2 separate regions of the Lactuca sativa genome follow, and region 2 is linked to region 1. Evidence: chromatin contacts called from public Hi-C data. All regions are on one chromosome and are shown on one strand. Each heading gives the region's core, a stretch centred on a gene start, on an enhancer-like site or on the middle of the called end of the contact. The rest is flanking DNA. Distances are from core to core; before and after follow the strand shown.

The links. A called contact is a pair of places that touch in the nucleus more often than the background predicts.
Region 2: a Hi-C map of leaf shows a contact between it and region 1, with 3 times the contacts expected there. The contact joins the promoter of LOC111888367 here to the promoter of LOC111888334 in region 1. A contact is called at or near these places in 3 of 4 Hi-C or Micro-C datasets (bud, leaf and seed).

The regions. Positions count from the first base shown.
Region 1 is chr3:67,928,615-67,934,958 of Lsat_Salinas_v11, reverse strand. LOC111888334 (probable prolyl 4-hydroxylase 3) reads left to right here and starts at 3,108. Exons shown (of 8, transcript XM_052769278.1): 1 at 3,108-3,901; 2 at 4,031-4,101; 3 at 4,251-4,340; 4 at 4,449-4,538; 5 at 4,768-4,865; 6 at 4,982-5,075; 7 at 5,638-5,677; 8 at 5,887-6,344. The coding sequence starts at 4,054. The coding sequence ends at 6,005.
Region 2 is chr3:68,084,791-68,091,547 of Lsat_Salinas_v11, reverse strand. LOC111888367 (transcription factor MYB1R1) reads right to left here and starts at 3,542. Exons shown (of 3, transcript XM_023884555.3): 1 at 3,176-3,542; 2 at 2,890-3,101; 3 at 1,507-2,083. The coding sequence starts at 3,434. The coding sequence ends at 1,745. LOC111888341 (serine/threonine-protein phosphatase PP2A-2 catalytic subunit) reads left to right here. Exons shown (of 6, transcript XM_023884533.3): 4 at 1-46; 5 at 142-333; 6 at 422-808. The coding sequence ends at 595.

The DNA of each region.
Region 1 (6,344 bases), core at 1,859-4,358:
TTATTAAAAATAAAAGTTTAATATAAAGTTGTAAGCATTAAATATTCAACCGATACAATTAATGAATTAAGTATATCAATATAGGACAACATATGTCGTATTGGTAAGTTTATCATATATTTATATAAACTTATTAAGTTTACACAAACACAAACAAAATGCTTAATCAGTAGCTAATTGAATATATACTAATAAAATAAATTATTGAGATATTGTAAATTAATAATGTTTATGAATCAGAAATTTTCAAAGACTTCTTTGAATACAACATTAGATGTTGTATTGTTTAGTTTACTATCTTTGTCTAAAATTAATATATTTAATCCATCTTTGTTTTGAACTCTCGACAATACAACATATAATTGCTCATGAGTGAATACCGGTTGTCTAAAAAACAAACCCACTTTCGATAGTGAATGTCCTTGAATCATGTTTATTGTCATTGCAAAACATACAATTAGTGGAAATTGTCTTCTTTGAAATGTAAAATGAATCCTTTTATCAGAAGGCGTCAATACATTCTTGGAATAAATGTACGTTTCCTATATTACTTTTGGATATTATCTCTACTTTTTATAACACGATTATCCAATACTATAACTATTAGCCTTATTCCATTACACAAACCGCAACCCTTATCAATATTCCTAAGTAACATAAATGGAACATTGACTTTTAATACCAACGTATGAATTGGCAAACCTGATGGTTTAAGACCATTTAAAACATCAAGCGGGTATAAACTTTCATCAAAGTTAACGTGAACATAGTCTGAATGACAAATACTATCTGAACTTAAGCATTCTTTTTCAACTCCCAAAAATAGTGATAACAAACGATCGTTATTTCTTAAACGACTTCATTTTTCGGTGCAAGAATTGTTGTAACGCCCCGTTTCGAATCGTTTCCTAATTCGGGGCCATGAACCGAAGATCAGTCATCATAAGGCTTTGGGCATTGGGGAAAGGGAGATTTAGACCCCTTTGGATGTGGATAATGTAGATTAGGAGATCTGAGAGTTCAGTTTGTGCTTTGGAGCCAGAGGGTATAACAGTAAAGTGATAGTTTGGGCCTTTTATGAATTTTGGAATTAAGTTCGGAAAGTTTTAAGGCAAAGGAAAATTGATAGGATTGTAGAGCTTTTCATTACCTTTATTTGTATAAGGATCGTCGAAATCGGACCTAGAACGAAGAAGTTATGGCCTTCGGAAGTTAAGAGGTTTTTTGGCTAAGCCTAGTACATTGGGCGTACAGCGTGTACGTGAGGCGTACTAGCTCGAATGGATCGCGCATGGCCTTGGAGTACGTTGGGCGTACCAGTGATACGCAGGGTGTACTCCAGTCAGGTGCAAACCCTAATTTAGGGTCTTGGACCCTATTTAAAGGCCTTAACTTATGTGGAAACCCTATTATCTTCAACATCCATCAACCTTAACACTAAATTTGAAACCCTAGCCTCTCTTGTGTGAATTTCAAACCTTTGTGTGGTTTTTGGTGGACTTTGGAGAATAGGAGATATTGTAAGAAGCATTGTTTGGCTTGGGGCTTCAGGATCCAATCTCTAATCATCTTCATCAACTTCCTGGAGGTATAAAGTTTCTAACTTAATGACTATACGTGTTAGATCTAGTCTAGGGCTTGCTTTGGGTGTAATATGTTCCCTAGAGTCATTCGTGTGAGTATGGGCTACTCTAGGATCTTAGAATGTTAGATCTTATCATTTATGAAGTTGTTGGTGTATAAAAATGTCATCTTGATGGGTTTTGATGAATCATGATAAAGTTGGTGGTCATATTATGGATATTGATGGACAAAAATGGGTTTTGGGTCCCATTAAGACATGCAAAGGAGTAAAGTTGCCAATTTTATGGTTTAAGACCTTATCTAGAGGTTAGATCTAAGTTTGGACGTTTGGTCTTAAGCATTAAGTGCTTAATGAGAGTTTTGGCACTCTGATAAGTATGTTGGGCGTGCGTATGTGTACGCTCAGCGTAATGCAAATATTTCACGTCTGTAAGCTTTGGCAGGTTGTACCTTGTGCAACATCAGGCACACGGGGCGTACCAATCTGGTACACATGGAGTACTCCTAGAAAGTTGATTTTGGGCCTTTTAGGCCTCGGGTCTTTTGGGGTTTGGGCCTTGGGTTGCTGGATCAAATATGGGAAGGGTAAAATGGTCGTTTACCCATTGCTAGGATAGGATATGGTTTGGCCATTGGATTTTTGTCTTAATTATTGATCGGGGGTAATTTGATTGTGTTCAGTGTGAGGATCTCGGTTGCGGCGGTGTGTGTTTGTGTGTGTGTGTGTTCAGTTATCTCGGATTGAAGTGAGTCTCCTTCCGGTGTTTGATGGGTCAAAGGCACCAATGTCATCCCATGGATTACATACAACTATATCACTAGACAAGTTAGAAAAAAATGTGCAAACCATAAGTGCGGTATGCCACCTACGGTGTACACACTGCTAATGCACATTTTGTGTATTATCAGCTTGTACACCGTCATACCGCACCTACGGTTTGCACATTTTTTTTAGTTTTTTGCAATATATATATATATATATAAACAATACTAATATATTTCACAGTAAACTACATTAAGCAAAAAAAAGTTACGAGAAATACTTGGTTGTTGTTCAGAGTCACCATTGAGAGCGTTTATCTAACTTTAAACACTAAAAAATTACCTAAATTGAAATTTTCAACTTTATATATTCTAGGTTACTGGCCCTCAAACATTAGATGGACTCGTAGTCAATTGTCCACAAACCGTAATTCACTTAATCCGGTTATGACGAAATCGTAGGTTTCCTTAATTAGCTACTATTTTGTTGGCTATTTTTGACTAAAAATCTAACTTTTGGCTATTAAATGAAAAATAGTTAGGTAATTTGGCTAGTGTTGTTATTTTCTCCAATATTTTTATCTTTCACTAAAAACCGACCGTTTTCATTATATAATATATTAAAATTGTCTACCCTTAGCTAAGGGATTGACATAATTCGTCCTTCTTTTTTGCCTGATGTTGCATTATTATTATTAACTCTGTCCATACCAAGCCTCACCCACTCATATGCTTCTCTAACCTTCCTTCTAATAGATGTTTTACTCACAGTTATTCACCGTTTCTCACTTCCAATCAAAGTCTTCCAACATGCAGCAACGTGTCTTCATCTCAGGAGGTCGGTTTAACACTACCGCATACAAGTACTGTTCATCAGGTTTCCCTCCCGGTTAGATTAACTCTCCACCATCAATATCCGTCTTCTACCTTCTGGTTCCTTCCATCGCTTTCATTTTCCTTCCACGGTTCCACCGCAACCTATTCCTTTCAATTCATTTACATCCTTCTGGTGGCCTTGCCTCCAATTTCTTCCGATCATCTTTTACACATTCCCTTTTTAATACCCACCTGCTTTGTTCTACTGTCTTCAAGAATAATCATTGCCTCCCCCGTCCAAGGACGAAGAGAGTATTGTCGCCGGCAACAGTCACGTCCATGTAAGTTTCTGATTTCTTGCACGATTTACGTTCTAATCAACTGTTTGTATTTCTATTTGGGTTCGATTTTAAGAAAATCAACGTCTGTTGTGTTGGTGGTGTCTGATTTTGGGTGTTGCGTGTTTTGATGGTTGACGCCCCACACCTCATCTTCGCCTTTTTAATTTTATCGGAACTCATTATCCATCGCCTTATTCTTCCATCGACTTCACCTCTACTCGCCTTATTCATCCATCGACTTCACTTCCGTGTATACTCCCGGTAACAACCCTAAATTCGACCAATCATCGTCTCTGGTTGATACGTGTTCTGTTTTAGGGCTTTTCAAGAGGAACCCGAGTAAGCATTTAGCAGGAGGGAAAGCATTTACCGATGACATACCAACTGCAAGAGAGGAGGTGGGTCGTCGACGGTGACAAACTCTTGGTCTCTCTGTGTGTCGCTTACTCTCTCTCTACATGGATTTTGTTTCTTTTTCTTTTCTTCTCGCAGACAACAATCTCTAAATTTAATTTGTTTGTAAAAAGGATTGTAAATATCGAGAGGGAAGATGGACTGCGTTTCAAAGGGAAGATTGACTACAGTTGTTGCCGTTTGGGTAAGATTTCACTGAGCTCTTAATCATCTTCTCTCTCTGTCTTATATTCTTTTGAATGCATAAATGTCTGTGTGAATAAACAAAAGTTAAATTGTGCTTCAGTTTGATTCCATCTGATTCCTTTTCTTTGATTTTTTGCTATGTCATAGATTCGATTTGGTTGCGAGGAGGGACCAACGGCCTATGGAGCCGCTAGAGAATCCCAACAAGAGTTTTTCCGATCTGCAGTATCATCAGAGGTAAATTAACCTGGTTTTCCTTTCCTCATAAATCGAAACCGTACTCTGCTGTCCTTTCTTTTTCCTTCTATTTAATATATTAAATATAAATCTGTTATTTTTTTACAGAGAAGTTTTTCTGTAAAAGGGATTGGCAGTGGAGACGATATATTATTTCTCTCTTGGAAGCCTAGAGCCTTTGTTTATCACAATATCTTGGTGAGTAGCCTTTCTTCTTTCCTAGATAATATTTATATGGCTTTTAGCTTCTATATCACACATAATTATCCATTACTTTCTGTTTGTCTCATTCTCTTGGCTTTCTCTATTATGTTGCACTTAATGCATCATGTCAAAAATAAACACCAACATTGGTAGGAACATAACATATAATTGATACTGAAGTACTGAACATTGAGTATTGACTCTGATTAATGTTATGAAACAGTCAAAAGAAGAGTGCGATTATTTGATAAATCATGCCAACCCTCACATGGAAAACTCAACAATTGTTGATAGCAAGCCTGGTCAAATCAAAGATAGCAGGTTTGTCCTGACATTTTTTTAATCTTTTTACTTATATTTCAGTTGAATAATATCATATGAATACAACTGATTTTTTTTATGACAAGTTAATAACATCCGTCACTTTTATTTTTTAGATTACGTATAAGCCCAGGGACGTTTTTGAGAAGGGGAAGTGATAAAATTATACGCGACATTGAACAAAGGATAGCAGACTTTGCATTTATCCCTGTAGGTATGATTTATGAATATCTCATGCACATTTTAATATATCATCAAAACAAGACATCAAGATTATGCTATAGCTTTTATGTACTTTTTATGATTGTTTACATTCTACACTCTAATGTCTATTATTTTTTGTTTATTTGCAAGAGTTGGACATTCCAAAAGGATATATATTGATTTCATGGATAATCCAAAAGATTGTGGATACTGACAAGTTCGTAACACTCTTTAAAATTTAGAATCATTAGTGATTTAAGAACCTATTCCAACAAAAAAAAGCTTAATTTATCATTGTTCATTACACAGATATTGTCCAAGTTAAACAGGATATAAAACTTCTACTTCAAACTTTTTCAGGTTTCCATAACTCATATCTAAAGTAACGAAGTTGCTCATCAATAAGCAGAGGGCATTGTTTTCAGATGAAAAATGTTTTTGGCTGTTTATTTCAGATTATGCTTTTCTTCTACAACCTCTATTTTCTTCTAATTTCTTCTAATTTTATTTACTTATTGGAATCATTATTCCAAATGGACTGCTGATGCATCACCGTTATGTGGTCTAGGTAAGTACTTTTACCACGGATGGTGCTGACAGATATCGAGGTATGTTGATGAATGATGATTTCAAGTTTTTTTAGATTTGTGGCTCAATAATTGGATTATTGTTTAATCGTTCTTGTCAGGCCTCACATTCTCCTTTGTTTTTTTTTGTTTTCCTCTAAGGTCCATGCATTTCTTTGATTATTTATATTAGGTTCGAATTGTTAATTCATGAAAATTTTTATTTTCTCTAAAAGTGTAACTGATTTTAGGGCTACATATTTACTTGATGTCAGAGGCTTTAAGTGTGATGATTTTAGTTATACAGATAAGTCATTCTTCTAACATCTTTATCATAAGGACCAATTTCCTTTTGTGTTTTATAGCCTAACTGATGTCGATAACAATAACCTTCAAATATAAACTATTGATGAAGAGTAAAAGAAAAAGTAATTTTATCTTTCAACTTTAATTGTTGATGGATTATTCTCAAATTAGTTTTAATAACATATTATTTTTTCTTTAATTGCAGCCTTCAAGAAGAAGGAGACCGTACTAACAGCTTTAGGACCTGGGGAAATTGCTTCTTCCCCATATTACAGACCAGATGTGGAAAAGTTTGACTTCTGTTGACTTTTTTAGTCTTCATATAATATCCCATATCATGATCTGAATTTTAGCATGATTGAAAGGGCAACTTTTTTTTTTGAATATTTATGTAGTTTTCACG
Region 2 (6,757 bases), core at 2,293-4,792, 160 kb before region 1:
TCTTGATACACTAGACAATATCCGAGCATTAGACCGGATACAAGAGGTACAATCACAAAATTTAGTAATTTACAAATAAACAAACACTTTTATAATCTTTAATCTTGTTAATCGTTATTGATTTTGGTTGTGTATTTATAGGTTCCACATGAAGGACCGATGTGTGATCTGTTGTGGTCTGATCCAGATGACAGATGTGGGTGGGGGATTTCGCCACGTGGCGCTGGTTATACATTTGGACAAGATATCGCATCTCAGTTTAACCATACAAATGGACTCTCTCTCATTTCAAGAGCCCATCAGCTTGTTATGGAGGGTTTTAACTGGTGCCAGGTTTGTAATTTATATTGATCCTCATATTCATAAAATATGATAAAAGAAAAATAAATAAATATTGATTGTTTTGTAATTGTGTGTTTAGGAAAAGAATGTGGTGACTGTGTTCAGTGCTCCAAACTACTGTTACAGATGTGGGAATATGGCTGCGATTCTTGAGATAGGAGAACATATGGACCAAAACTTTCTCCAATTTGATCCAGCACCAAGGCAGATTGAACCAGATACCACTCGTAAGACTCCTGATTATTTTTTGTAATCACAGTTCAAATATTCCTAATCCAATTGGGATTAGGGTTCGCCTTGTTTGTAATCCAAATCCACCTTGTAGATGTTTTTTTCCCCTTCAGAAAAACAAGACACCAGTTTTGTTGTTTGTTGTCATGTTGTTGTTGTTGTTGTTATGTTGTCTTAACATCATCATTCTTTTGTTTCGAATTTCCACTGCACATTTACTTTCTACTTTTCCTCATCTTCTTTATGCCTTTTAGATAATTACCAAAACATCGACTTAATGGGTCAAGCATTTAATCTGGATAGTTATACTTTGTACTTAATATGGTCAGATAAAAGCCAAAGAAGCTGGTTTAGGCTATATTTGGTGCATCACAACCGCCAAAGAAGCCGGTTTAGGCTGTATTTGGTGCGTCACAGCTAGTTTTTTTTTTTTTTCCCGAGCTTTTTTAAGCTGTTATATTTGACAAGTTAAAAAGCAACTTATAAGCTAACTTTTTATAAAACTACTTAGATTAGCTTTTCATGAGTTTTTTTAAAACATTTTATAATGTACCCCTTAATTAATTATAGAAAACATTTTCTTTTAAATGTTATTTTATGTAATTTTATATATTTCAGCTAGCTTACCAATTAGTTTTACCAAACGTTAAATTTTATCAATCAGTTTTTCAACTATCGGCAATAGGGAGAGATATTAATTAACCTTTCATCTATTTGTCCCATTTTTTCTTCCAAAATTCGATGAATATTGAGAAATTTGTCTTTTAAGTTAAAAGGGTAAAACGGTCGTTTACTCTTGTTTATAACGTTTATTCAACCCCATGGTATTTAACTTGGTCAGGATGACTTAATGAATTAAGCCACGAAAATTGGCTTAGAAAATTGAGATGAATTAACCTTTTATCCATTTGCCCTTCTTTTTTCTTACAAAAATTGAGATGAATGCTGCGAAATTTATTTTATTAATGGAAAAAGTAAAATTGATCATAAACCTTTTATACAAACAAACATCATTATACATAGCTAACCACCCCTATATAATCCCTAAAATCAAACCCTAGTTAATCTTATCATAAGTCTTTATTTTTGTCTTCCACTTTTACAAATACAAACACCCGCCACGTATTATTATAATAATAATCACATATTATGTATTTATTTATTGATCAAACTATGCGACACTAATAATGGTATTGGCATCCCCACTATTGTTATTAAAGCTACCAGAAATATCTTGAAACTTGGCCATGGTATTACTATTAGTTGGTGGTGGGGATGACGTGGATGGTTGATGTTGGAGGGAGAGGTGTAGAGTCAACGCCAAGGAGGAGGGTTGGTGGTCAATCTCCTCCTCCTCCTCGGTTGAGTTTAGGTTAAGGTTGGCCATTTTTGTTGATGGGGGCATGAGTACACGTGTCGATGGGCTCATCACTGAATTATCATCTCCGGTGGTGGCCGGAAGTAATGATAGTGGCTGTTTTTCCTCATCTTCCGGTGAAGAGTTTGTATACTGCCAATTAAAAGAGTAATAAATAAATTAAATTGATAACTTTTTTTTTCACCGATTAACATGCTTAAGAGGTGGTAATCATGATGGATCACTGTATAAAACATGTTAAAAATCATCTAAACAACGTTTTATTTATGTAAAGTGGAAATTACAACATTTATATATTTTTCAATTATGTATAGTTTAAAATATTTGTAGCCGAAATTCAATAACGGAATAATCACCACAACATTCTTTACAATAGTAGTTGGGATACTTATGATGGATTGGTCTAGTAGAATAAATGCATTTATGTCTATTTATTTGTTTGTTTTTTTTATTCTTTAATGTATATAGTTTTATCATTGTTTACAAAATTCACAAAAATCTAAATCTAAAGATAATTTATAAATTTGGTAATTATCCCCTTCATAGTTAATTCTAAAACAAGACTTGGTAAAGGAATCAATCTCACGTCGCATGTTAATATCCAAAACGTATTTAAGAAGCGAATGTTTTGATAAAAAAAATTATTTTTAAATAATAAAAACTGATTTTTTTTTCAATATTAAAAGCAAAAGACATGATTCAACAAACTTTTAATTTGCAAAAGAAATTGTAAATTCAACATACAAGAGATAGAAATTGTGTTTGATCAAATATGAAGCATCAATCATAGTATGTGATCTTTGATTCAACTCGTATTAATCAAAATCTCAAATCGGTTATGAATATTAATCATGTTATTGCGAAAATTTTATGATCAAATTGAAGAATCATTAGTCAATCATTAGATTTTATATAATTACAGAAATGAAGAGGATTACCGTTTCGGTGGTGATGTCAAATAGGCTAGATCTCCGGCGACGCCTGTTATTGTTATTGTTCCGGCGGAGGAAGTACTTCTGAGCATGGCTAGCAACTTGAGTCGGTGTTCGAGTTTTAACGAAGTTCCTTGAGATTCCTCTCCAATCTCCTTTCCCTACCTTATTCAATCCCACCAGAAACAGCCGGTGTTCCTCCTCCGTCCATGGCACTCCTATTCAAATCAAAATCGATCGGCGCGTGAAAATTACAAAACATGTATTGATATCGTTAAATCGATGCAACTACCTCTTTTCCGGTCTTGGCAACGAGCAGAAGGATGAATGACGTCATCGGAGGCGTAGCCGGCGGCATCTGTATTGGAATCTGGAGGCTGGCAGTCGAACTGAGCTAGATTATTCATGCTCGCACTCTTCCTGAAGGAAGATCCGCCTTCCATCAATCGGACACCGAATAACATGATACTTTTTCCGATGTTATTGACGGGGGAGGAGGAGGTGGTGGTACTACCAGTGGACTCCAAGCAGCTGCCGGGCATAGCTGCCATTGTACTTTCTTTCCCCCTCTGGTTGAATGGAGGGAGGGAAGGTGGATGAAGACAAGATGTGGGTTTGATTTGATAAAATAAGGGATGGGGATTTGTGGGTTTTGTTTATTGCAAAACCGTACTCGGGTATGCTTATATGTCACGCACGACCACTTGTTACATGTATAACTTTACCGATCCTTAATCACAACCGTTCAAACCATCTACTTATTTTGTCATCTTCCATTTTTGTCTTTTTGGTGTCCAAATTTAGGGCATCTCAATCAGTTACATTATCTTAGGATTTAAAATTGGAGACCAGAGTGGACGTATTGGGATAACTCACTCTTTAATTTTAGACAAAATTGCAAAAATAGTCCTTATGGTATGTATTTTTTTTTTGTAATTTTAGTTCAAACCACGATTTTTTTGGATTGGTGGTTATTTTGAGATAGTTTGCTTGTAGATTTGGTCCCTCGGACAACTGAAAAGACTAAAATACCCTTGAGGTATTACTTTTTCATTTTTCTTTCATTTTTTTTTTATCTATTTTGATAGTTAAAAAAATTAAGAAATCTCTCTCTCTCTCTCTCTCTCTCTCTCTCTCTCTCTCTCCCCCCCCTCCTGGCCCACCTCCCGAACAAGCACCTAAACGGTTATCGGCCGATTAAAACTCGTTTCCAACGATGTGGTTTATAGAGAACAGTCATGGAGTTCTTCATCCAAGTTGTTTACTTACTGAAACTCGATTGACAAGAAAACAACCCCCAAAAAAAAACAACTCTAGACCAAAAATGGTTCATCCCCTTCATATACAAAGTCTCCCAAACCCTAATCGATGAACACAATAGATCAATCTAGTCAATCTATGGTGCAATTCTCAAATGGTATTGCTCTACCGCCTTATCGGATTTCATCATAATCTACCCAATCATACCCGTTGAGCCATTTTATCCCTAAGAGGTACGCTTCTAAAATCCCTACCTACTTGGCGCAACATTGAAGACAATTTTAGGTTTCTAACGTGTAAAATTTTTTAAAGAATCTGTGAGATTAAATGGCATATTGGAAATCATTAGCGAAACAGGGGTTGTTTGGTGAGATGTATTTGTTTAATCTACCTTCGATTTCTCTTGCAGTGAGTTTGAAGAATATAGGGGAGAAAGCGGTTTTTGGTTGGCATAAAGTTAAATCGGTGATGCCTTCTGCTACGTTTGTTGTTGAAGTCGACTTGATCTCAGTATGTATAATATGTATGTGTGTGTGTGTTTTGTTTTATTAGATGATGGCCAACAAATAGAGAAGATGACGATTCGATGACAAAGAAACCATATCAGAACCAGATCGGAGCTTTCATCTACAAGTAGGGGCATCGTCTTCCTCACATAACATGTAGTAGTTGAAGGAGAGGGTTGAGTTGCAGGTTTCAAAGCAAGGAAGTGGGGCTTGGGTTATCGAGTTCTTCAGATAAATTAACCTAACCCATGTGATGTAGAAGCTTCATATTCTGAAATAAGTTTGTGACAAAAATTTCAATTGCTTGACCCTCAACAACTCCATTTTTGATCAGTTCTTGTATACTCTCGTTTCTTATCAGTTCACTTAGCAATAACCAGATTTCTTTGCTTCTCTCTGCCATTGTTTATTTTTCTGTATGATCGATCAATAACAAAAGGGTAGCTCCACACTATTTGCCTTCTGATCTATGATCGATCGTGGGAATAAAGGAGGAGGCATGGTGAAGATTCAAGTTTCAAAGTTTGGGAAAAAGACAATCAGGAGAGAGAGAGAGAGAGAGGTGCGGGCCCCATTTTATTATTAATAAAACATTAAATTAAATAGAAAAAACATAAAAGATATATCAAGAAGGAAATTTAGTCATTTCAATTTTCGGAGGGACCTTTTTTACATATAAACTAGTCCAAAAGGAGCATGAATCCAAAAAACTTGTGGTTTGGACTAAAACCTCAAAAATTTACATACTACAGGGACCATTTTTGCAATTTTGTCTTAATTTTATTGTTAAACATCAAAATCATCAAAATCAGTTGGAAATTCATCACAAAATCCTAATAAGTATAAATTTAATGTAAATATTTCGGTGTAATATTATTAGTGATGAATTTTGTGACGGAAACTGCAACCAAGTAGTTAAGATCGTTGAAATACAAACGTATTGATATAAAGATCATTAAAATCTGAGATCGTATGAAGAAGTTATGATGTTCAGAACAGATGACCTAAGCAACCAAGTAGTCAAGATCACGATGGACATAAGTATCAAAAGTCCTAAACACCTCATTAATGATTGTCCCACTTAAGATGTCATGAGAAAAATCTAAAGAAATCATTCATAAAAACTGAATGAGTACAAAAACAAAAATGACTTATTTTGCAGAAAAAAAAAATATTAAGGACTAAATGTGTACAAAAATATTAAGGACTAAATGTGTACAAAGTGAGAAATATATTACCTTATTAAGTTAATTTTACTAGTTAACCTGGAGTAGCCGGTCATAAGGACTGAATGTGTACACTTTAACAAGTTGAAGGGGTAAATGTTGACTAAGAAAACTCAGTGACTAAATATATACAAATTGAAAAATATATTACCCTTTTAAGTCACCTTTTTAACAAAAAAAAAAATAAACTATACAAAAAACAAATCATTATTGATACTTTTATAATCTAAATTTTTAGTAATTATATATTTGTAATTGTTTAGTTTTTAGAACAAATTACACGAATGGTCCCTATGGTTTGGTGTTTGTTACGCTCCTAGTCCCTAACTCCATTTTTTTTTTAACTCTTCCAATCCTTAATAGTTTGATTTAGTACACGCCTGGTCCCTCATCTAACTTGCCATTTGATTTTGGAGTTAAAACCCCCACGTGCCTTGCACGTTGAGGGTTATTTCTGTCATTTTACTTATTCATCCCCTTCAAAAACCCTAGATCGGTGCATCACCCTTTTCTTCCTCTACGTTAGTTCTCTCATTTCATCTCTCGTTTATTTAATGGACAAAAAATCAACAATGGTGAAATGTAATTGTGGACAACCAAGTGTTATACTGACATCATGGACTGACGACAACCCCGAAAGAAAGTTCTATGGCTACATAAAGAAGGTAAGGTTGTTTTGATTCTAACTCAAGCTTTTGTGTGACAATGACCGTAAATCTATTGGATTTGAAATTGATAGGGACCTAAATGTAAGTTTATTGGATGAGTTGATGAGGAAGGATGTGGACGATGTACTAGGATAATTCCAGGGCTGTTGAAGGCTAAGAACAAAGTTGAAGCTGAGAATCGGCTGTTGAAGATAATCATTATTTAAGTTGGGTG